2 separate regions of the Oryctolagus cuniculus genome follow, and region 1 is linked to region 2. A link is a contact called in public Hi-C data. All regions are on one chromosome and are shown on one strand. The core of a region is the stretch at or near the end of the contact, and the rest is flanking DNA. Distances in the headings are between cores, read along the strand shown.

What was found. A called contact is a pair of places that touch in the nucleus more often than the background predicts.
Region 1: a Hi-C map of embryonic fibroblasts shows a contact between it and region 2, with 1.9 times the contacts expected there. The contact joins two enhancer-like sites. A contact is called at or near these places in 5 of 6 Hi-C or Micro-C datasets (ear pinna, embryonic fibroblasts, psoas muscle and 2 more).

Annotation. Positions count from the first base shown.
Region 1 is chr10:93,096,112-93,101,997 of mOryCun1.1, reverse strand. All of the region lies in intron 4 of ARHGEF3 (Rho guanine nucleotide exchange factor 3), which reads right to left. Among named protein-coding and RNA genes, the nearest start is that of TASOR, 86 kb to the left of the region's middle. Within about 2 kb of position 3,762, at least 2 of the 8 cell types and tissues checked have an H3K27ac peak or open chromatin away from gene starts, as enhancers often do.
Region 2 is chr10:92,903,180-92,908,847 of mOryCun1.1, reverse strand. The region is part of intron 2 of ARHGEF3 (Rho guanine nucleotide exchange factor 3); the gene reads right to left. Among named protein-coding and RNA genes, the nearest start is that of SPATA12, 74 kb to the right of the region's middle. Within about 2 kb of position 1,352, at least 2 of the 8 cell types and tissues checked have an H3K27ac peak or open chromatin away from gene starts, as enhancers often do.

The DNA.
Region 1 (5,886 bases), core at 2,513-5,012, 190 kb before region 2:
TATAGAAGACTTGGAAAAATAGTACAGAGTAAGGGCTGCCATTGTGGCACAGCAGGTTAAGCCTGTGTGATGCCAACATCCCATATGAGTACCAATTCAAGTCCTGATTGCTCCATTTCTTCACTTTTTTTTTTTTTAAGACGTATTTGTTTATTTGAAAGTCAGTTACAGATGGGGGGGGGGGTAATCTTCCATCTACTTGTTTACTCCCCAAATGGCTACAACTGTCAGGGCTGGACCAGGCCGAAGCCAGGAGCCAGGAGCTTCTTCTGGGTCTCTCACATGGGTGGCAGGGGCTCAAACATTTGGGCCATCTTTTGCTAATTTTTCCAGGCCATCGGCACCAAGCTAGATTGGAAGCAGATTAGTCGAGACGTGAACTGGTGCCCAAATGGGATACCAGCGTTGCAGGTGGTGGCTCTACCCACCACGCTACAATGCCACCCCTGCTCCATTTCTGATCTAGCTCCCTGCTAATGTGCTTGTGAAAGCAACCAAAGACAGCCCAAGTACTTGGATCCCTGCCACACACATGGGAGATCTAGATGGTACTTCAGATTCCTGGTTACTGCTTGGCATGGCCCCAGCATTTGAGGCCATCTGGGGAGTGAACCAGTGGATGCAAGATCTCTTTCTCTCTCTCTAACTCTGCCTTTCAAATAAATAAATAAATCTTTTTAAACAACAGTACAGAATGTTCCCACACACCCTTTCCCCCACTTCCTCTATTATTAACACCTTACATAACCATGGTACATTTATCAAAACTAAGAAATAAACACTGGCATAAAACAACAAACTGAACCAGGACAGCAGCTATTGGGATCTCACCAGGAAACATGCTCTGTCGACACCAAGATTTCAAACTTGAGGCTCCAAACAGTAACACAATGAATTTCTGTTGTTTTAAACCACCTAGGTTATTAACACTTTGGTACAGCAGCTATAGGGAGCTAACTAACACACACGTGGTGACTACTGGATTTCTCTGCTGTGAAGTCACCACTATTTTCTTTGTAACTGATGCATACATTGGAGGAGATGCTTTCTGACCTCGTGCATCCTTCTAAACCCAATGCAGGAACGGTTTCTTCTCTATGGGCAAAGGGCCTCCATTGAAGTGCACAGGTGTCACCCTTGGGGGAACATCCCCTGGCTGGGCAGGGAGAACCAGAAGGTTGATCCAGACAGAGAACCCACGAGCTCAGTGCTGGCTGGGGCTGGCAAGGGAGCAGGGCAGGTGAGGTGGTCAGCAGGCAGGGCATGGTGGCCACTGCATGCACACAGGGTACACAGGCAATCACGAGAAGCCTCCCGAGAGGTGCTGAGCGACAGAGGCATGGGGCTGTGGGCACGGGACAGGGACTTCCTGTGGCCCATGAAGGACGAAGATCTTCCTATTTTCAGGAAATAGAAAAGGAGAATAATGAAGGGATTCTTTCCTATTTCAAAATTTCCATTAAATTTTTTTTCCTGTCCTTTTCCCTGGCACAGAGATAACTGATTTGGTGTCATCTGTTACCAGAAATAAAAGGTAAATAATAAGACCCAAATTCCAATGGAAACCTGCCTTCCTGGAAGAGGCCACACACGTTGCAGAAATCCCGGCTTCTAATCTGTGAAGTGACCTCAGAACTATCATTTCCTTCTACAGACACTTCTCAGTGATTTCAACAACGGACCCAGAGGCTACGCGAGACTTTAACAAGTCACCTACATACCTCTGTTTTGGCTCATCACAAACCTGGAGGCCACACCCTTGTGTCTGTCTTCCCCCAGCAGCGAGTTTGGCCCCTGGCTACCTGGTACAAGGCACTAAGGGGAGATGTGATTTTTTTTTTTTTTTTTTTTTTATTTTTGATAGGCAGAGTGGACAGTGAGAGAGAGAGACAGAGAGAGAAAGGTCTTCCTTTTGCCGTTGGTTCACCCTCCAATGGCCGCCGCTGCAGCCGGCGCACCGCGCTGATCCGATGGCAGGATCCAGGATCCAGGTGCTTTTCCTGGTTTCCCATGGGGTGCAGGGCCCAAGCACCTGGGCCATCCTCCACTGCACTCCCTGGCCATAGCAGAGAGCTGGCCTGGAAGAGGGGCAACCGGGACAGAATCCGGCGCCCCGACCGGGACTAGAACCCGGTATGCCGGCGCCGCAAGGTGGAGGATTAGCCTATTGAGCCACGGCGCCGGCTCGAGATGTGATTTCCTCTGAAGAAATGGCTCATGACCCTCCTCCAGAATCAGGTGCTATGAGAAGATCTGCCAGTTCCCATCTTGAAATGCAAAAACCAAATGCTGGGGTTTGTTTTTGCTCATGCAGGGGTGGGGAGAGCATCCTGAGTTAGTGCAGCTGCTATGCCTAGGCTGCAGACAGGCTGTGGGATTGTTGAAGCTCTGACAATTTCTCCAGCTTTCCCTCAAGGAAGGTCTAATGGAGACATCACAAGACATTTGGGGCAAATCCACAAGTATAACCATCAACTCTCAGGGCTGTAAAACTGAACCCATGAGGGCTGGACAGAGATTTATTCCTTGTTGATCAGCGAAATGTCTTAGCCTGAGTAAGTCAGCACCTCTGGCTTCTGGGTCAAAGTCTGCAGGTAAGGCAGCTGCTGTAGGGGGCGCTCTGGTCATGGGAGAGGTTCCAGGAGAACACTTGGCCCAACTCAGCCGGTGCTGGCTTAAGCCTCTGAAACCACACTCACACAGCTTCCCATAGGATGCAAGTAAGGATCAGGGGCAGAAGTCACATGTGTGACCATTTCTGGGGTTCTCCTGGCTTCATTTCATCCAGGTCTCTTCTGCTTCTTTCAAGACCAAAACTCACGCTGGCAAAACACTATGGCTCTCCAGTGTTCACATACACTGAATGGCAAAAATGAAGAGAAGCCAGGGCCTGGGACAGGCCAGGTGGATTGCACCCACTACACCCTGGAGAAACAATGAACTGGACTGCAAACACCGGGAGGGAAGATGAATGTCCACAGCACACAGTTCTGGGTCTGAAGGAAGAAGTCAGCAACTTAACTACATTTATCCTGCCCATTATCACTGGATTTTCACTCCCATGTTGGACAAGGAACCTGTCCTACTTGCCTGCTATGGGGAAACACATTTTTACTGAGTGAAGGGTTTGTGAGCTGGTGGGGAGGTGGGGGCGGGAAGGAACCTTGGAAAATAATTCAGTAAAATATGGGACTCTGAAGCTGGCAATGGCCTAGGTTATGAACATAATCTCTTAACAGTGCCAGTAAAATAAAACAGAACCACTGTTTCAGACTATGTATTTTTGGCTATGGTTTCACTCCTCAATTACTTTCAAATTTATTCGTTTTAGTCAACATCATAAGGGTAAGTCAACATTTGTTCTGGCAGCAAGCCCAAATTTGTTATTTTATTAGTCTGCTACTGGTTAAATTGGCCCAAGATTAAACACTTCTAATAAATAGCCCTAAAATACTGGAGTTTAGCAGAAAGCCACATTCGGGTTCTTTTACACAGGATGTTACTATTACTTAACCTTGGACTGAAGCAGAAACACACACCCACACCCTGGATGAGTTCTTTTAGCAAATGCCAGCCCCCACTGCCTGAAACTTCTCTTGGTCATGCCCAGACATGGTGCTATAGACCTTCAGAGAAAAGAGGAAGTCAAATATTTCGCTCTGTCTGTCTGTGGTCCCTGGCTCCACATCTGGCCTCTGAACTGCATGCAAAGCTCTGACTCTGTCGAGGCAGAACGGACCAGGTGCTCAGAGCTGATGTACTTCAAGAGTCTGACCTCCTGAACAAGCAGGAGGGCTGCCAGCAGGCATCTCCCTGGGGTCCTTACGGGAAGGCCAACCTGAGGCCCAGCAGAACAGGTTTTCTTACCCTTGGACTCAGGTTATGCATTCGTGGTCCGAACGCCACAGGAGTGATGTGCCCACCATGCCACAGCCTTCCCCAGTGCTGGGAAATGGGGTCACAGCCTGGTTGGAAGGTGGCAACCACGAGGTAGCAACAGGGCCTGGTTCCATCCACAGGGCCCAGAAGGAGTCTATGGCTCTGGGCCTTCACAGTCATTTCCTGACTTGTTGGGAACTCTTAGGTGGGATAAAAGTTCTTCATTTGTTGATCTCTGTCCAAGGGATTCCCTGGCTCTTCCTTGGGCTGAGTCAGAGGGGAAAGAGGAGAAGGATGCCTCTGGGATTTCATTCCTGCTCCTGGGCTCTGGAAGAAGGAATGGAAAAACCTCAAGAGTACTTTGAGGACATTTTCTGGTCTCCCTCTGAGCTTAGGAATGAGCAAAAAGCCTCTGCAGCGGTTTGACAGTTCTTACAACTCAGGCCCAAAGAATGTATTGATTCTTTGCAAAGGATCTAAGGGTAAAATATGAGCCAATTCTTCAGGCAGGAGTGCAACACCCTATGACCTTGGGCCCACAATGTAACTTCCAGGGATTTTTTCCCTCTTCTGCGAATTGGAGCTGATGCTCCCACTGCCTCACAGGGTTGTGGGAGGATCACATGAGATGATGTACACTGTGTGCTTGGCACAGGCCTGCTCCACACGAAGCCCACAGCCAGTGTGAAGTCACTGCTCTCATTTCTAACATCCAGAGAGAGGAGTGGTGTCTCCCCCAGCCTGCTCTCCTGCCATCCTCCATTCTCCTGCGGCAAAGCTGGAGCTCCACGTCACCTGCCACAGTCACATACCTCCCCCAGGCTCTGGCTGTGGAGGCCGCTATGAGACCATGTGTTTTGATTCCACATTCCTGTCTCCTCTTTCTTCCTGCAGCTTTATCATCTGCTTAGTCAAGCTCTCTGGCTGCACAGGGCAGAACAGGCTGTGGCTTGGCCAGATCCAACGCTGTACCGAAGAAGAGGTGAAATCCCAAGACGAGGACCCGCATGTGGGGAGGGAGCCCAAAGAAGGGTCTTGAGCCTGCAGGTGACTCTCTTCCCTACAACACTGCTGCGTTATGGCCTGAAAGAGCTGATCTCCAGTCTTGCCAGTTCCCCAATATTGTCTGGGACTAAGACAATCACAGGAACTCCATGCATTGAACCTGTCAGATGTGCGAGGTTGAAATTTTCACTAAGATAATGTTATTACCTCTGGTTTCCAGAAAGGATGACACAGAGCCACAGCCATGTCCTCTCTCTCTCTCTTACGCACCTGTCACCTTCTGAAACTCAGCATTATCTTTGCTTTCCAGAAAAGGAAAAAACAGTGCAGAGATGAAAAGGGACACACTGATCTTAATCTCAATGTCTCAGAGAAAGGACAGACTGTTCCAGCTGAATCGCCTCTACCAAGCACATCTCAGGTGACTAAGGCCAATGGCCGGGTCAGCCATCTGATGGGGCCAGGCCTGAGGGTCCCGCATTGGGTTGCTGGGTGAAGGCTTCAGGGGCATCTGACCAAGATCACCAGGTCTGCAGCAGCACTTGACAGAGCCCCTTCTGCTGCCCAGTTTCTATTTGTGACACGAACAATGATTATCAGACAGACAAGCTTTGCAAAGATGTGAACTTCAGAGAGAAACATAAGATACCTTCCTGTCACTCCCTAGCTGTCTCTGCAAGCACAGACTACCCCTCCCAATGTGAGCAGCACACGCCAACACTTAGACACAGGGAGCAAAGCACTTGAGTGTCTCAGAACATTCTGCTTCCAACCGAGAACAGAATTCACCAAAACCTGAAGATGGCACTGGTTGGGATGGGAACACATTTTTAAAAAATTTTAAACTACTGGCTTTCAGCTAACACATTACCACCCACTGAGCAATGGTATTGCAGAAAAATAAGGTACAAGGCATGCTGTTCAGGAAACCGTGATGTAGGAACTCCATCATGCAGTCAATATGGCCTTTCTGTTGCCCCCACATATCTGAAATGAGCATAG
Region 2 (5,668 bases), core at 103-2,602:
ATGCTCAAATTAGCCTACAGCGCTTAAAACAGTTTATTGACCCTGATACCGGACCTACCGCAGTCTTCAAGCTCCATAAATACTCTTTTTTAATTAGAAGCTCCATAAATGCTGCTTTTGGCAGTGACTGGGGCCACACATAAAAACATGTTTATTCCCAAACTGTCAGTGAAACAGGGCCGTGGGGGTGGGGGTGGGGCCCCAGTGCACTTGTCCCAGCACATGTCGGGGAAACCAAAGGCAGTGCCAAGGGCACCGTTCAGGCTGAGCCGATTTCAGCATCACCACCCATGGCAAGCCGCCTCCAAGTCCCGGCTGACCTCAAAGACAGCTGGAGAAAAGGCAGTGCGGGGTGTGCAGAACTTCTGAGTCAGACCCCGTCACAGAAACGAAATTAAACTGTAAGTTTATGTTGATGCAAAAATAATTGAAATCCATGCACATATGAGGGATCTTCAAAAAGTTCATGAAAAAATGAGTCTTCTGAGAAAATGATGTAAGGGCTGGGCATTTGGCGAAGCGATTAAGGTGCCCCTTGGGATGCTCACAGTCCATATCCCAGCCTCTGGGTTAGAGTCCTGACTCCACTTCCGACTCCGGCTTCTCACTAACGTGCACCCTGGGAGGAAGCAGTGACGACTCCAGTACCTGCGGCCCTGCCACCCACATGCGAGACCCGACTGAGTTCTCAGCTCTTGGTTTCAGCCTGAGGTTGCAGGCATTTAGCGAGTGAACCAGGAGACTGAAGTCTCTCTGTCTCTGTTTATCTCTCCCTCTTTCTTTCCTTATCAAATAAAATTTTAAAATAATAAATTAAAATGAAAAAAACTATGCATGGATTTCAAAAAACTGCTTCAGAATAACCTTTTAATTCCATTTTTCTACAAATGCTTAAAAGTACACATGAATTATTTCACAATAATATGATTCACGTTGTGCTTTTAATGTCGATTAATCATGTGAATCCTCATATGGGCTCTGTGCATAAGCACTGTGGCAGATGAGCAAGCTGTGGTCCTCAGGGGTTAGACCTGGAAATGCTTCATGGCTACTAAGGCATAGGGCCGGCCAGCCTGCCACCAGGATCCCTGTACTTGGACCCTAAGCGCTACCAAGTTGCATAGGATGTTTCCAGTCGCCTAATCCACAAAAGCCACAAGCAAGGGAGAAAAAAACAGTGCAGATCAGTTACCAGCTTCTTACCAAACATTTGTATCAAACCAGAGCAGCAGAAGACCCATTCTCTTGGGCACTTGCTGACTTCCAGCTCCCAGTTGGGCTCCAGTGGGACTAGGTGCAAGGCTTGCATCAGCGTTGCCATAGCTGCTGCCATGGCAACCGTTCCTTGCCCGAAGATGCTCTCCCTACTCAGGAGCCCTGATTCAAGGATGCAGCCCTCACAGGAACACATCCTTCTGCTTGGTCCCAGCTTGCGCAAGGTTTTACAAGATGGGGAATGTACTGGAAGCTCCCCAGGTCGCCAGATGCATCTGGAGCAAGCCAATGTGCATGAGGCCAACAGGGAGGTGGCTGTGCAGAGATGAAGATCTGAAGAGGGGGAGGCCAACTTCTCCAGGGGCCTCAGGACCTGGCAGGACTCGGATTGAGTCCCAGCCCTGGCACTCCCTAGCTAGCTGGAGACCCAAGGTAATGGTCTGGCCTCTTTAATCCCATTACCATAGTCTCAGGATATAAAAAACAGGGATACCAGAATTTACACTTCAGAGAGAAGTCACGAGATGTACATAAACACAGACCTGTGAAAGGCATACAGAGCGAAGGCTGTTTCCCATTATTTTTGCCAAGGCCAGGGTGCTGGCACTGGCAGAAGAGCAGCGGTGACATTCAGTTGCCACTGCCCTTGCAGCTCAGCAACCTGAAATTAAAAACAGAGCGCACTCCTGCCAACAGCACAGGACGCTACCAATGGATCACAGTCTACCCACACGCAGCAGAGCGCAGGAAGATGTAGGAGCAGTCAGTGGGGTCCCAGATGCAGCACCTGCCCACTAGGCTGCGTGGCTTCCCTGCAAAGACTGACTTACTGAAATAAGTCTACTGTCTTTATACAACCAAAATACCACCATGTGGGGGCTGGCACTTAGCCTAGCAATTAAGACACCCACATCCCACATCAGAGTGCCTGGGTATGGCACCTTAGCTCCACTCCTGATTCCAGTTTCCTGCTAATGCAGACCCTGGGAGGCAGCAGGGAGGCTCAAGTAGTTGGGTTCCTGCCACCCACGTGGAAGACCCGCGTTTTGTTGCTGGGACCCAGTTTTGGCCCCAATCCAGCCCTGGCCACTGTAGATATTTGGGAAATGAATCAACAGATAGGACTTTTTCTCTTCCTTTCTCTCAAATGAAAGAAAGAGAGAGGAGGGGAGGAATGAGGAAAACATCTTTTAAGATACTAAAGCCATGAATAAATCTTCCAAAATTTTTAAGGCCAAACGAATACCATTTAAAAATTTCTAGAAGATTCTGAAAAAATAATGACCATACTTTAAGCAGTGGTGACTTCTCAAGTTGAGGGCTGACCTGGGTAACTTGCACTTGCCACATTACACATTGCTGAATTCCTAGGTCTGAAATTTTACGATGCGCATTTAATAATTTTGCGATCAGATATACCAATTCAAAAGGAAAACTGACACGTTTTGCTCTAACAGAGATTTCACAAAAGCAGGAAACCCAATCAGTAAACAAAACATGCTCACCCTCCCTATGGAAACTTAAATCAGAGAGCACACAAACCTTTCAAATTAACATAGTCTACATGGGAATACTGAATGTGGGCAAGAAAGTGGAGAAACCGTGAACATGTAGATCAACACAACATCACCCCTTGGCAACAACTTGGCAGTGTTTTCCAAGAGCACAGAAATGACATAGAACTCACCCTTACAATCACTAACCTGCCTGAGTAACCAGAGACGTGAACCTGGCGAGTAGGACACAACTCCCAGAGTGTGGGGAGAGAAACCTAACGCAGCTCAAATGGCCAACAGACCGGCTATTAAGTAAGGCCCTTGTAGGGGGCAGCACTTGGTGCAGCAGTTAGGCCGGCTCTTAGGATACCAGCATTCCGGATGACAGTGCCTGGGTTTCAGTCTGAACTCTGTTTCCAATTCCAGCTTCCTGCTCATGTGCACCCTGGGTGACAGCAGGTACTGGCTCAAGTTCATTACAGTGCATAAAAGTTTGAAATCCATGTACATGAGAAGAGGAGCTGAAAACCACATAATAGGTATAGGGGCCACCCCGACACGAGTGGGTTCTCTGTTGGGAAGGCTATGCCACTCCGGCTCCTCTGAGCACCTCCCTGCAATGGAAAGACACCACAATCACCAGCAACTGTGAGTACTAAGAACCTGAGACGTGTGTTTCTATTTTACCCTGACAACCCCGGATGAGTGGGTGGTAAGTTTGTGCACAGTTACAGATTACAGAGGTACAGAGGGAGGCGCAGAGAGCTCAAGTAAGTTGCCCCAGGTCACACAGCTGGGCAGCAGCAATGCTCCCAGGTTTCAAGTCAAACCATTTGGGTGCGGGGGCTCTTGCTTGCTGCACCGCACAGTCCACCCCAACGTTCACAAAGCCCGGGGCTACAGGCTTATGAAACGGTATGGCTGCCAGTACTTTCTGTCCAGGGTGATATGCAGCTTTCAGGCTTTGAGATGACTCATACCAGCCATGCAACACGGACACTGCCCCTGCAGATGTCTGAGTGAGCCTAAAGGTAAGTCACACCAGCAGTCACCACGGAACAATCCCCATCTTCCTAGAGAAGTACACTGCTCAAGGGGAGACATAATCATTACAGCGAAACTCCAGGCCGAGACCTCTCATTGGAGTCTTAGAAACACATGCTGGCACCCAGGAAGCTGGTCTTGCCCACAGCTGTAGGTAATCACACGCTGTTCAAACTTCAAGGTCACACTGCAGGTGAGGCCAGGCGAAATTTTCCTTAATGTGCCATTGTGGCTTTTGGTGCATGAAATCCACGCAGTAACACTCAGTTCCCATTACCAGACTGAAAAACGTGCAAAGCTTCAGTGCCTACCATATATGGACAAAGATGTAGGCAGGCGCTGCCAGGAACCAGCAGTGCGACTTGAACAAAGGCAGGTTCCAGGTACCCCTCCTCTTCCTCAGCTATTCACTAACAGAGCTTGTTCCTGAGGAAACAGAAGTCCTATCCAGGTGTTTTCACCAGGATCCAAAACCCTGCACTGTTTCAAAGCTGGTAATTTAATCAGATATGTCTGCTCTCAGATAACGTGCCTAACACCCAAACAGATCAAAAGCTGGAAGGCTTTTCAGAGAACACACCAGCCTACCACCCTCATTTAGAGGCTGGAAACCCAGGAGCTGGTCAAGGTCACATGGACTACCAGCGACAGGCTGGGCCCCGTGAAGGTCTCCGGGGGTGCAGGCTCTTTTCAGCCCTTCTGGCTATACTGATGCAAGGGTTGCCAGCTGGACGTATGCTAATTCTCTCTGCCCAGCACCCATATGAATGATGATTCGAGCCGTGGCTTCTCCACTTCCAATCCAGCTCCCTGCCAATGCACCTGGGAAAGCAGCGGAAGATGGTACAAGTCCCTGGGCCCCTGCGCCCATGTGGGAGACCCACATGGAGTTGCAGGCTCCTGGCTTCAGCCTGGCCCATCCCCAGCCATTGGGGCCATTTAGGGAGTAAACCAGTGGATGGAAGGTCTAACTCTACCTTTCAAATAAATAAAGTAAAACTTCAAAGAGAGATGCTCTAGACTTTTGCTGGACATAAAAAAAAAAAGCTACACAGTTCTTCTGGTACGAGAGCTGAGCTGGTGGGGTATAAACTCTGAGCTGTGCAGGACACGCAGTGCAGAAAGCCGATTAGAGAAGGAAGCTAATCTGGGGAAAGCAGAGCAAGACTCTGGGACAGACAGGGGCCTAGTGACATGAATGAGCCACCTGGATCCAGCCAAGCCTGAAGTCAGAACTAGGATTAGATTTGCCAGCAATAAAAAGTGAGCCCTTTCAAAAAAATTTTTAAGAAGGAATGCACTGCATTTCTACCACACACAACTAAAGGAACTATGTATTACTTCTTTGTGAAGAAAGGAAGTGAGCAACAGACCTCGAAGTGTGCCAGGAGACCCTCCCCAGAGGCATGCATAGCGCTTCACGCACAGTAAGTACTGAACTCTCGCACCCTGGAGAGAAACCCCTCTTTCAGGTCTCTTTCCACTGAGGCTCTGGTAGGCCACCTGCTGGAAGCCCCAGTCCTGTGGATTTCTCCCATCTGAATCCCACAGGGTGGAGATTCTGTCTACGACAGCCCCGCCGCGTCCCCAGGACCCAGAGCCCTTCTCAGCACCAGAGGAGTGCAAGAGCATCTGGTCCATCAGTGCGTGAGGGCATGGACGACCTCCTAGGTCCACACCTGCCCATCGCCTCGGTCAGCAGCCCCTGGGACCCGGCTGCGGAGCCCTCTGGCCACCCTCCCTCCTGTACCTGGATCCAGGTCCTTTTCCCACTTCCCCACGCTGATGCCCCAACAGCAACCCCTGCAGTCCAGGCAGCCTGATCACCCCCACCTGCCCCAGGAGCAGCAATGAGAATTAAAAGGCAAGTTGCCCTTGGAGTTACAAAGACATCTTAATTCTTTTTCCTCTGT